Regions from separate parts of the Mus musculus genome. Here region 2 is linked to region 1. A link is a contact called in public promoter capture Hi-C data. All regions are on one chromosome and are shown on one strand. The core of a region is the stretch at or near the end of the contact, and the rest is flanking DNA. Distances in the headings are between cores, read along the strand shown.

Region 1 (5,454 bases), core at 1,785-4,284:
TCCAAATGTCCAAGTGGAAGCAGGCATGAGTGCCTATCTCGATGGCTCAAGTGAGGTGTCCTCCGGGGGCTTACCTTGTGAGTTGGGCTCTGGCAGGGTCTCTCTGGCCACCAAATGCATCACTGTTGTTTTGCCAAAAGGAAGTTTTAATGCTATAGAAAAAGAAGAGACGATCTGTTATACACACATCGTTCCGTAAGCTCACTAGCCAGGCTGAAGTGCCTCTGAATGGATCCCGACTGTGGCTCCTGCACGGAGAGACACTCCCTCACCTGAGGGAAGGGTACGGCTACAAGTGACTCTCTGGCTCTGCCATTGGCTGCACTTAGAAATCTGTCTTGTCTGAGAGAACGCAGTGTTACCTCGCTATGACCGCACTGGCCCCAAACCTGCTCTGCTGCCCAGCTTTTCAGGCCATGCTCTATGCAACCTACAGATGCTGGTTGTCAGTGGCGCCACGACTAACCCACAGGTACACTGAGTGCCAGGCAGCACCAGATGCTGCCAACTAGCAGGTGAGGCTGGCATGTCTCGTCTGCACCCAACTCAGCGCACGGCGGCAGCAGAAGGTGGAGGAGAAGCCGGAGACTGGGATATTCCTGCAGCATCCAGAAGACAGGATTTCAACTTTTCCTGTCCACATGACCACCACCTGGGTTTGAGCTCAGAAGCCACCCTGGTGGGAGAAGAGCTGTGCAGAACCCTGCATTTTAGAGGAGTATCAAGTGGGAGCTGGCCCGGTAACTCAGAGGCGAAGTGCACAGCAAGTGCAGGACTCGGGATGCACATCTAGCCATACAAAGGTAAACATGGGCCCTGAGAGTGAAGGGGTGCCCCAGGCGAAGCCGCACTCTCTGGACCACACCTGGAGCACTCCCTGGGCCTCCTTTAGCAGAATGAAATTCCACGAGATTAACACGGTTGTATGTCAAAAGGGGGGACCCAGGAATGTCCAAGGAGACCTAATGACCAAAATTTTAAACCTGAAACTGACCGAACAATAATGGCAGGTGGAATAAATGGGCCTGCAGTCCTGACTTCTCAAGAGGCTGAGGCAGGAGGATTGTTGGAGTTGAATGGTGTTAAGCCAAGTGGCACAACCCACAGTGAGACCAGGTATTAAGGTGGGTGGGGAGAAGAGCAAAGGATGAATAGGCCCAGGCTGCCTACTGTGTCTGCCCAGTGGTTGAAGGCTATCCACAGCCTGTACCTCACTACCTTCCCCTCCGCCACTGCTTGAACATTGCCTTCCACAAGGACATCATTTGTTTCCATGCTGGGCCATTCTTTTATAAGCTGGTGAGATGACTCAGCAGGCAAAGGCTACCTCAGGAAGAAGCCTGATGCCTGAGTTTGATCCTGAACCCCAGGGAAAGCTGGAGAAGAACTGACTACAAAGCTGCCCTCTGTCCTCCATACCTGGGCCTTGTTCCTCGTAGTAATAAAATAGAAATATTAAAATATTGTTGTCAAATATTTTTATTCTATTAAAAACAAAACAAACAACAACAACAAAACAAAACAACAAAACAAAACCCACTGTCTGCCTTTATTTGTAGCTGCAGGCCGTAAATCTACTTGATAGGCTACTGAGCGAGCCCATAGCTCTTCCACAGCCACCATGCACATACTGGAAGGCAGCTGCCATTGCTGTATGCTGCCTCCGAAACACTCCTAACCAAAAAGGAAACCTGCAGTCCAGAAGGCAGACAGCGGAATGTTAGCAGGGTAGCCTAACCTAGCATCCAGCAGCACTGGCCAAGCAAGGGCCACTGGCCCCCACACTACCTGTCTGAGTCATGAGAGCTGGAAGTCCTTTAATTTACTTCCAAAAGAGACTGGCAGCTACACAATTGTCTAGAGATGAGTCATTTTACTGATTATTCTAAAATTTTAATGAGAATGAAGCATCTTGATCTTAACAAAGATTCTGTGACCTTTAACCTGACACTGAAACCGAGGGGCTGGTGGGAATTGCTCAACAGACCGGTGTTCCAAGGGGCAGCAGACTCACTCTCAGAGTCAAGAGAGGAAACCCAGCCAACACTTATTAGCTTGGTTTCTTCTTTTCTTTATTAATTTTAATTCAAGATCTTGTTTGAACCATTAAAAAAAATGGCCCCATGATTAATATATGCACAAACCAGCCAGGGGCTAACAGTCAACTCTCCTCACAGTGACAGAGGGTTGGTCTAATTAGGCAAAACTACAAACAAATTCTACCTTTAAGTGGCAATTATTTCTTGTATTTCTACAAACTACAGCAGTTTTCAGAGCAAACATAACACTGAAACAAACCAGCTCCATGTGAGCCCAGGCTCTGCAGCAGCCCACTAGGACCACACTGCTGGTCACTGAGGTCACCAGCTCTAACCCACAAGTCTTTCCATAGTGGACTCTGTTGTCCCATGCAAGCCCAGAGCAACCTGAAGGAGGATCTGGTCACATTCAATCCGCCTACTCAAGTTTATTGGTGCTGACACATGAACTGCTCAGTGACTACACAGTAACCGACCTACCTACCCAGGGAAGAACAGACTGCAGACCTCACCATTAGACGACCAGACTGAAGCACGATGGCGTGTCCACAGCAGTATTTACTTGGTCCCCACACAATGAGCACTTACTGAGTCCACTGAAAAAGCCCTCTTTTTACAAATGAAAACCTGCAGTCATAAACGTGCCAAGTCTGTGGGATGGATTTTGATGTAAAAGTAGCACACCCACCATACCACCCAGCAGCGCAGGGAACCCATCTGTAACCTGGCAGGCGGAGCCGTCTCCAGGGAGAAGCACACCCAGAGCTGGGGACCTCAGGGTCTCAAGTCACCTTTTTTTAGAAACCACTGTCATTTAAAATAAACAGAGGAATAATGCTGGCAAAGGACATTAATTACCTCCTAGGGTGACGTTTCCATGTAGAAATCTGCCTTGATAAATGAGTCGAAGAATGTTTGGGCTGCTGACCTGCTCTTCTTCCCAGTCTGAAAAAAGGAGAACTGGTTAGGCTCGGGCCCACACAACAGCACTTCTGTACACTCTGTAGAGGCTACCAGGAAGGGTGTGGCCCAGAGTCCCCACCCAAGCACTGCAGCCCTGGCTCCTTCCACCTTCCTCAAGTAGCAACAAAGAGCTGCAGAAGACTGTTTGTCCCTCAAGAGATCAGAGAGTGCCAAGCTGCAGGCTGAAGTTAAGGAAAACACCGAGCCAGAAGTCTAGCCTTGGTAAAGGGAATCTACCATTTGAAAATCAATTTCCATTATCAGTAATTAATGGACACTATAATGTTCCAGTGCTTGTACTGTTCAAATGTGTGCTCAAGGGTAGCAACAAGTTCCTCAAAGACTTCCTTAGGTGCCTGGGCTACATTGCTGTGCTGTTTTTCAGAGGCCAACTGGCAAACATTTCATGGCATTTGAGGCACACGGCTACCAGCTGGAGTATGGGCAGCACAGCAGCTCCTGCAGAAGCCCCGTCTGAGAACAGAGACTGCTGTTTGGACAGAGGGCGCTTTCCTTGGTAGCTCCCATCAGCTTCTTGCTGCAACAACGGAAGCTCTGGGTTCAGTGTGATCTGAAGACTTCCTGCTCACCATTCTAGTAGCTCCTACTCTCAGTAGGAGACGACAGACAAAGTAGTCCAGAAGACTGAGTGATGGAAGAGAAGAGAAGAAAGCCTGTCCTTGGTTGGTTCTGTTTCGTTGAGTGTTCAAAACAATGTATGTGCATGCACCTGATTTATCCGGTCTCAGGAACTCAAGTGAGAGAGGAACTCCCCAGGCCTGTCCCTTCCCGGGGAGTCTTACTGTACTCTTTCCTAGATAAAGATCAGGGGAGCTACTCTGCTTCAGCAAAAATTACTTTGCATGCACTGCCCTTAAAACCATCATTTATATAATTTATAGAATATGTCTGGCCAAACATTCCTTTGCTATAAACACAAGTGACAGTAACTTTAATCCATATAGAAGAGAGGTTAGGACTCTAAGGGGGATTTAAGGCCTGATAAAGCATAGTGAAGCCATGCCTTTCCATTATCTTTCACGGCCTCATGAGATGTGCCCTTCTCCTCTCTAGGCCCCAGAGGGACATGTACAGAACACGGCTTAGGAGGACTCTGGTGTCACTGATGTGATTAGCAGACCAGACAGCCAAGGAGTCCACCTGCCAGCCTGCTCCTTCCTCAGGGCAGGGCACCCAAAGACTTTTCTTCTACTGCTCCAGAATTTACTATTTTTTTCTTACAAGATCCAACAAATACATTTACTGGCTTTTAGTGCAAGATATTATAGTGGTTTAGACCTAGAATATTAATTTAAGTACTTTGTATAAAAGGAGCCCTTTTATGCACTCTAGTATATGCTGAGTAGATCTGGCAAACTCAGGAAAGAGGGACTTAAAGAAGGACTTTTCAAAGCGAGTAACATCTAGCTGATGTGATCAATTTCCAGAACAGGCGGGAGCCTCTTCACCTGCAGTATGTACCATTGGTGCCTCTCCCGTTATCATTACCTGGATTGTTTTAAGGAACTAAAGTAACTTTAAAAGTTCAAATTGCGCCGGGTGGTGGTGGCGCATGCCTTTAATCCCAGCACTTGGGAGGCAGAGGCAGGTGGATTTCTGAGTTCGAGGCCAGCCTGGTCTACAAAGTGAGTTCCAGGACAGTCAGGGCTATACAGAGAAACCCTGTCTCAGGAAAAAGAAAAAAAAAGTTCAAATTGCTTTTGCTAAACATATTATATAGATCTGGCATGGTGGCACATGCTTATAATCTCAGGTTGAGAGAGGAATTCTCCTAATTTGATTTGCCTGATTTGAGAGCAGCCCAAGTAATTTAGTAAGACATTGTCAAAAAATAAATAAAAAACTGGAGCTAGGGACACAGCTTCGTAATGGAGAGCTTTCCTGGCATGCACAAGGCCCTGGCTTCAACCCTCTGCATTGGAAAAAGTTAAAGAGATGGGCTACAGCAGTGTTACCCAGGGGCACATGCCATGGAAACTGTTAGGGGCACACTCTGGAAGCTCAAAGGGAAAACTCAGGACTCCCTCAAGAATCTCACTAGATAGGGAGGCAGCAGAGAAGGGAGGAGCTACCGCATACACTCCCCCAGAGAGCTCACAGTGGTGCAGTAAAAACAGAACTCATGAAGACTTTACTCTTCCTGGCCCTTCTTCGCAGAATGCATGCAGTAAGAACTAACTGCAGGTCAAGTCTGTCTCAAGCTTCATTTCCAATCAGCTATGCACAGAGGAGCCCACAGCGCCTGCTGCCTCTGAGAAGGTTGGCTCTTTCCTTCTGGGTTCACTGACATGGGAGTGGATGTGCACTGAGTACACTCTACCTGCACTAAGGCAAACATGGCCTCTGGATCTCCTGCTCCTTCGATGCTCTGTGGTGAGAAAGGCAAAATCTAGGCAGTGACACAGCAAGCCCAAGTCAAGCACGGGTCTCA
Region 2 (5,454 bases), core at 1,879-4,378, 930 kb after region 1:
AAGAGTGTGTGCAACACATGTAACCAAGCAGACATTGGCTTAATCATGTATAGGCTTGCCTCAGGCCAACAAAACTTAACGCCAGGAACACAGCAATGCCTCTCACAGTAAAGTAGACCCAGACCAAAATATATGCATTGTGTAGAGATAAGAAACTACACTACCAATGAAAACAGAGAGTAGAAATGAGGAAAAAGAGAGACTCCTTGGCTTGTGTGGGTTACCACTGATAAGCTGTAGTTAGGATTATCATCTCTGTCAGCCCAGTGTTTACAGACAAGGCAACGGGAGCTCACAAACAGATCTGCCTTACTCTGAGGGTCCCCAGAAGGAAAATGGCAAAGACATCTCCTGGATCTGCAGTCAGTGCACACCCCACATCTTAGCTTGCCTAAGACGAGACAAATCTAAGATATTAATAAGAACTCGCTTTAAAAATTCTATATGCTCACTGCTCTGCTTTAAAAATATATTTATCTTAAATTATGCTATGCTAATTATCCCTACCATTTCCAGACAGCTAATCTGTTATTGGGTGTTACTTTCTTAATTTAGATGCCACTACTAAACCCTAATTTAGACTCATTCCTTTTTAAATTACATTGACAGAAGTCTGTGCCTCCCAACGTTTTCTGCTGTTCATTGCATTAAAATGTGTCACATTCCCTACATTGTGTGCACGAGGCTCCCCCACCAGAAAATTCTGGATTAGCTCTTCATCTTAAAGATGATGCTGATTCTTGCAGAAGTCCCGAGTCTAATTTCTAGCACCCACAGCCAGACCCATATCTGGTGACTCGCTGCTGCTACCTGTTACTCCAGTTCCAAGGGATCTGATGCCCCGCCCCCTTTGCTTTAGACAGGATCTAGTGACATCCAGCCCTGGCTGGGCTGGCACTCATTATGTAGACCAGGTGTGTCTCAAATTCTCAGAGAATGATCTGCATCTGCCTCCTGATGTGCTGGGATCAAAGGCGTGCTCCACTAAGGCAGGCTGTCAATCACCTTCTAAACAAGGTTCCAGAAATGTCCATTGTGCATTTCCTGTCTTCTCTTTCTAAGAGCAAGTGGTAGCCATGTTCTCATCTGGAGGCATTCAGTAGTAACTAAGAACCTGCTATGTGGCCAATAGTCAGGCAGTTGCCAAGATTATGAACATGAAATACCCTTTGCAGTCAGTGATTAATACATAGTTTCTTGTGTTGTGAGGGGGTCCCATAAGTGAACCAGAGAGCTACAATCAATAATCAGTCAATCAATCAATCTGACAACACTACAAGGTTTCTGGATGTTCAATGCTAACTGGTAATTCAAAATCAAATCAAGCAAGCTCAGAGTGTTTATTATATAGAGTTGAACAGAGGAGTGAGGTTACTGTGTATAGCGGAACAAGAAGACCAGGGTATTACATCGAGATAAAAGGGATGCAGGGTTTATGGTATTCAGCTAGACCACAGAGACAAGACTAGGTCATGGTATCCCGGAAGAAAGCTATGGTGGACATTTTGACACACGCTGTCCACATCCCCACTAAAGAACTGGGATCCTTGATGCAGTCCTTCCCATTTCCCTTTGAGTCTCACTTAGGAATGCTCCTTTCTTTCTTTTTTTTTTTTTAATTGCTATTTGATTTGCTGTCCTGAATTTTATAAAAACATTTTAAGTGAGTTTTGGCTTGGGATCAGGGCAGAACTTCCAAGTGTTTTTTGAAGTGGTCCTAAGCACATTTCTGACCTTTTGTGCCAGGCATTTATCCAAAATGGTCTTCCAAGTACTGGTGATTATAGGAACCAAAATATTGATGGATTCTGAAAAGCCCCGAAGATGGTCTCATATTCAGCATCTCCTATTCAGCCGAGATTTAATTATTTATGTAAGATAAACAGGTCATCTCATTAATATGCAACCTCAATAATATGACGTCTCATTAATATGCAAATTTGCTTCATATCTTTCATAGATGGTAAAATTGTATGCACAGCAATGAATTGCTTTTTAAAATAAAGCTCCTCATGGTTCATTATCAATAAACATGTGACCTGTGTATTTGTCTTATATACCTTATATACTCTAGCTGGCATAAAAATTTCTCAGGCACAGTGTGATCACAAGTGGAAAAAAATTAAAAGCCACACTCTAACATGTATAAGTGGGTAGGATCAGCCGGCCAGTGTACAGTAACAAAGTGGCATCCTATGATTGGTACTAGGAATATAGTTTGGGATTTTTTGTATTTATTAAAAATAAGGTCTGGTGTAACCCAGGCTGCCCCTGGACAAACTATGTAGTGGAGGATGACCCTGCTGCATCCATTATCCCTCTGGACTCTCCGTAATTAGCCTGTGCCCAATGTTTCCCTGAAGTAACTAGACACTAGCTTAGGATGCTCTGGGTTGACCTCACACAGACCTGATGCCGAAACTTTTACCTTTCCCTTATACCACATCTTTCTCATCCTTGAGTGTAGTCGCTGTGTCCTACAGATTTCCATGCCAACCTTGCCCAATTTTGCTTACATTGAAAATTATGAATGGACACAAATTTGCGGTTGGGCGTCTGTCTGTCTGCTTCTGGGTTTTTAATATTCGGGGTATTTAATATTTTGAGACAAGGCATCTCTTTCCAGGGTTGGGCTCCTGCCTTAGCCTCCTGAGTTCTCGGATCACCGGTGAGCACCAGTATACCAGGCTAAAATAAACTTTTTTTTTCCAGCCTTTTCCAGTTTGCTCGTATTTGCCAATACATAAAACAATGGCATAGTATTGCAAGGACCAGAGCAGTGTCTCTCCACCTTCCTAATGCTGCGACCCTTTAATATAGTTCCTCATGTGGTGGTGACCCCCCCCCCAACTACAAATTGTTTGGTGGCTACTTCATAACTGTAATGTTGCTACGGTTATGAATTGTAATGTATAATGGTAACATCTGTGTTTCCTGATGGTCTTAGGTGACCCCTGTGAAAAGTTCGTTCGACACCCCCCACCCCCAAGGAGTCGTAGTCCATAGGTTGAGAACTATTGGATTAGGGCACTCCATGAAAGTCAGGAATCAGCGTGATGCGCTCACCCTCTGGGTCCAGGGGCGGAGACTGAGGCGTCTCCATAGCGACGCTTCACAAAGGCACGCGCAGAGGGTGGGGCGCAGAGCGGAGTACTACTGCCTTGTCAGGGCGGGAAGGCGACCTTTTGGGACAAGATGGCCCGGTATAGGAACAAGGTTTCGTGCCCTGCTCAATGTGACCCCAAGCTCCAGTCAAGTAAGACTGCCCACGCTGCGGGTCTGCGGGGCGTGGTGTGCTGTGTGTGCGGTGGAGTTGTTTTAAATAAGGCAGTTTTTTTTTCCCCAAGGGCATCAATCGTGAGAGGTTTGCCTCGCTTTTAGAGATGGCAGGGAGGCGCAAGTGAGTCAGGGAGAAAGATCAGCTGTCCAAAATCACACTCCTGTCCAGCCCTTTATACTCCCCTCTCTAAAACTCTGGGGTGTCCCTTTAAATACTTAAGGAAACCCCTGAGGAGACATGATAAAGCCACAGCTAGTGTCCTTCCAAGGACAACAGAGCCGAAGACAAATGAACAGAACTGGGGACGTAATGGAGGGAGAGAAGGAGTCTGGCTGGTTCTTTAAGTCGCAAACAGCAAATTCAGTGGGGCGGGAGGGAGGGGAGGGGCGGGATCAGCCGGCCAGGGCTGCTCTGTCTGCAGACTGGGCTGGGAGCTGAGCCCTTTTCAAAGGCGCTCTGCCAGGTGACAGATGGAGAGCCTTGCTCTGTGGTTCTGCTTGCGGCGGCGGCAGCGGGTTTACCAGCTCAGCGTTTTGCGTTGGTGAAGAGACATCACCTCCCCTGGCTGTTAGTTGCGACTCGAGTAGCATTATTACTGAGTGCACAGTCAGCGTATCCATCCCTTCGGAGCAATAATGGCCGGCTGCAGCCGTCTAGCCGAGCTGGCTAAGGGGCTGTGAGGATTCTTTAGAATGATGCTCCTAAGAGAACAATGAAGTGGGTGTTTACATTCCAATCTAGTTCTCTGTAAACGAAGAGTGGAAAGCTGGAGTGTGTGTGTGAGGGGGGAGGGCGGGAAGGAGCGTATTCAGTTAAAAAAAATGTTAAATGTTTTCAGATTCTATAGGACGGCGAGGTCAGGAGATGGAGGAGGGAAAAGCTCCCAGGATCCCCAAGGGCACTCCTTAATTTCCATTTCCCTTTTTCTAAACACTCTGTCTGTCAGGTATTTTCCTAGGCCAGTAGTCTCCTTCCTTGTCTGGAACAGATAAGAGTTAGGATTCCTCCTCTTACGGAATTGATCACGTACCCCAGGACTTCCGGTGCTGCACAAACTGCCAGGGACTCTACTGTCTACACTCAGTACCCAATGCCAAATGTTCAGACTGAACTATCCCGCTCTTGATCAGGCAGTTTCCATGCATGGCCCAGAGGCCCCTGTGCCTCAGTGTGGACAAAAATCACCTTCCTGTCCTCCTTGGAACCTTCCAGAAGTTGAGAGTACAATGAAGAGGGCCCAGGCTGTTAGAGAAGGAGCCCTTGATTGGTTACAGATCTCTTTTGTTCAGCCCTCACCTGCTGGGTCATCTGCCCCTTCAGCCTTGGGTCTGTCACAGCCACAATCCCATCTTCCATTGCTGCTAAAGTCACCCTCCCAAGAAGAGTGTGAGATATGTCATCTCTAATCTTTGTCCCCAAAGAAGAGACAGCTGATGCCTGCTGTTGAGTCACTCCTGAGCATAAGTGAGCAATCCTGGGCTATTGTCCTCTTGTCACAGCTGCTATACAAAAGCACAGAGTCCTGGCTTAAAACATTAAGTTATAGCCGGGCGCGGTGGCTCATGCCTTTAGTACCAGCACTCGGGAGACAGAGGCAGGTGGATTTCTGAATTCAAGGCCAGCCTGGTCTACAAAATGAGTTCCAGGACAGCCAGGGCTATACAGAGAAACCCTGTCTCGAAAAACAAACAAACAAACAAACAAAAAAAAAAAACAAAACACACACACACAAAACCATTAAGTTATGTGCTCACTAGCCAGCTCTAGGTTCTAAGTGCAGACAGTAACTTTTTTTTTTTTTTTTGGACCGGGTCTCACTGTGTAGCCGTGGCTAGCCTGAAACTCTCTATGTAGATCAACCCGATCTCAAACTCATAGAGACAAGGCTGCCTCTCCTGCTCGAGTGCTGGGATTCAAGGCTTATGTCACTACATCCTGATTATTTACAGGACCATGAACACCAGGGATAAGTCACCATGGTTACCAGGGTAAGGCTTTATGAGGTAGCAGCCTTGGCAGCCAGACTGTTTTCTTCACTCACAGTGGGTCGTTTGCTGTGCCTCAGACTCTTGACTTCACATCTCAGTTCCCCTGCCAGATCCCTATCCAACTAAACCGCAGCTCAGATGCCCCGCATCTACAAAATGCCCTCACTCCCCGCCCCAACATCTGAG

The links. Promoter capture Hi-C pulls out the DNA fragments that hold promoters and counts their contacts.
Region 2: a contact with region 1 is called in a promoter capture Hi-C map of hippocampal neurons, with 2.8 times the contacts expected there. The contact joins the promoter of Tex26 here to the enhancer-like site in region 1. A contact is called at or near these places in 2 of 39 promoter capture datasets (hippocampal neurons and pre-B cells) and 1 of 115 datasets of contacts at active chromatin or transcription factors (pancreatic cancer cells).

The regions. Positions count from the first base shown.
Region 1 is chr5:148,506,372-148,511,825 of GRCm38.p6, forward strand. Ubl3 (ubiquitin-like 3) reads right to left here. Exons shown (of 5, transcript NM_011908.2): 3 at 2,898-2,984; 4 at 75-152. Among named protein-coding and RNA genes, the nearest start is that of Ubl3, 44 kb to the right of the region's middle. Within about 2 kb of position 3,035, at least 116 of the 459 cell types and tissues checked have an H3K27ac peak or open chromatin away from gene starts, as enhancers often do. A contact at or near this core is called in hippocampal neurons, where this site is marked.
Region 2 is chr5:149,436,532-149,441,985 of GRCm38.p6, forward strand. Tex26 (testis expressed 26) reads left to right here and starts at 3,129. Exons shown (of 7, transcript NM_029464.2): 1 at 3,129-3,256. The coding sequence starts at 3,196.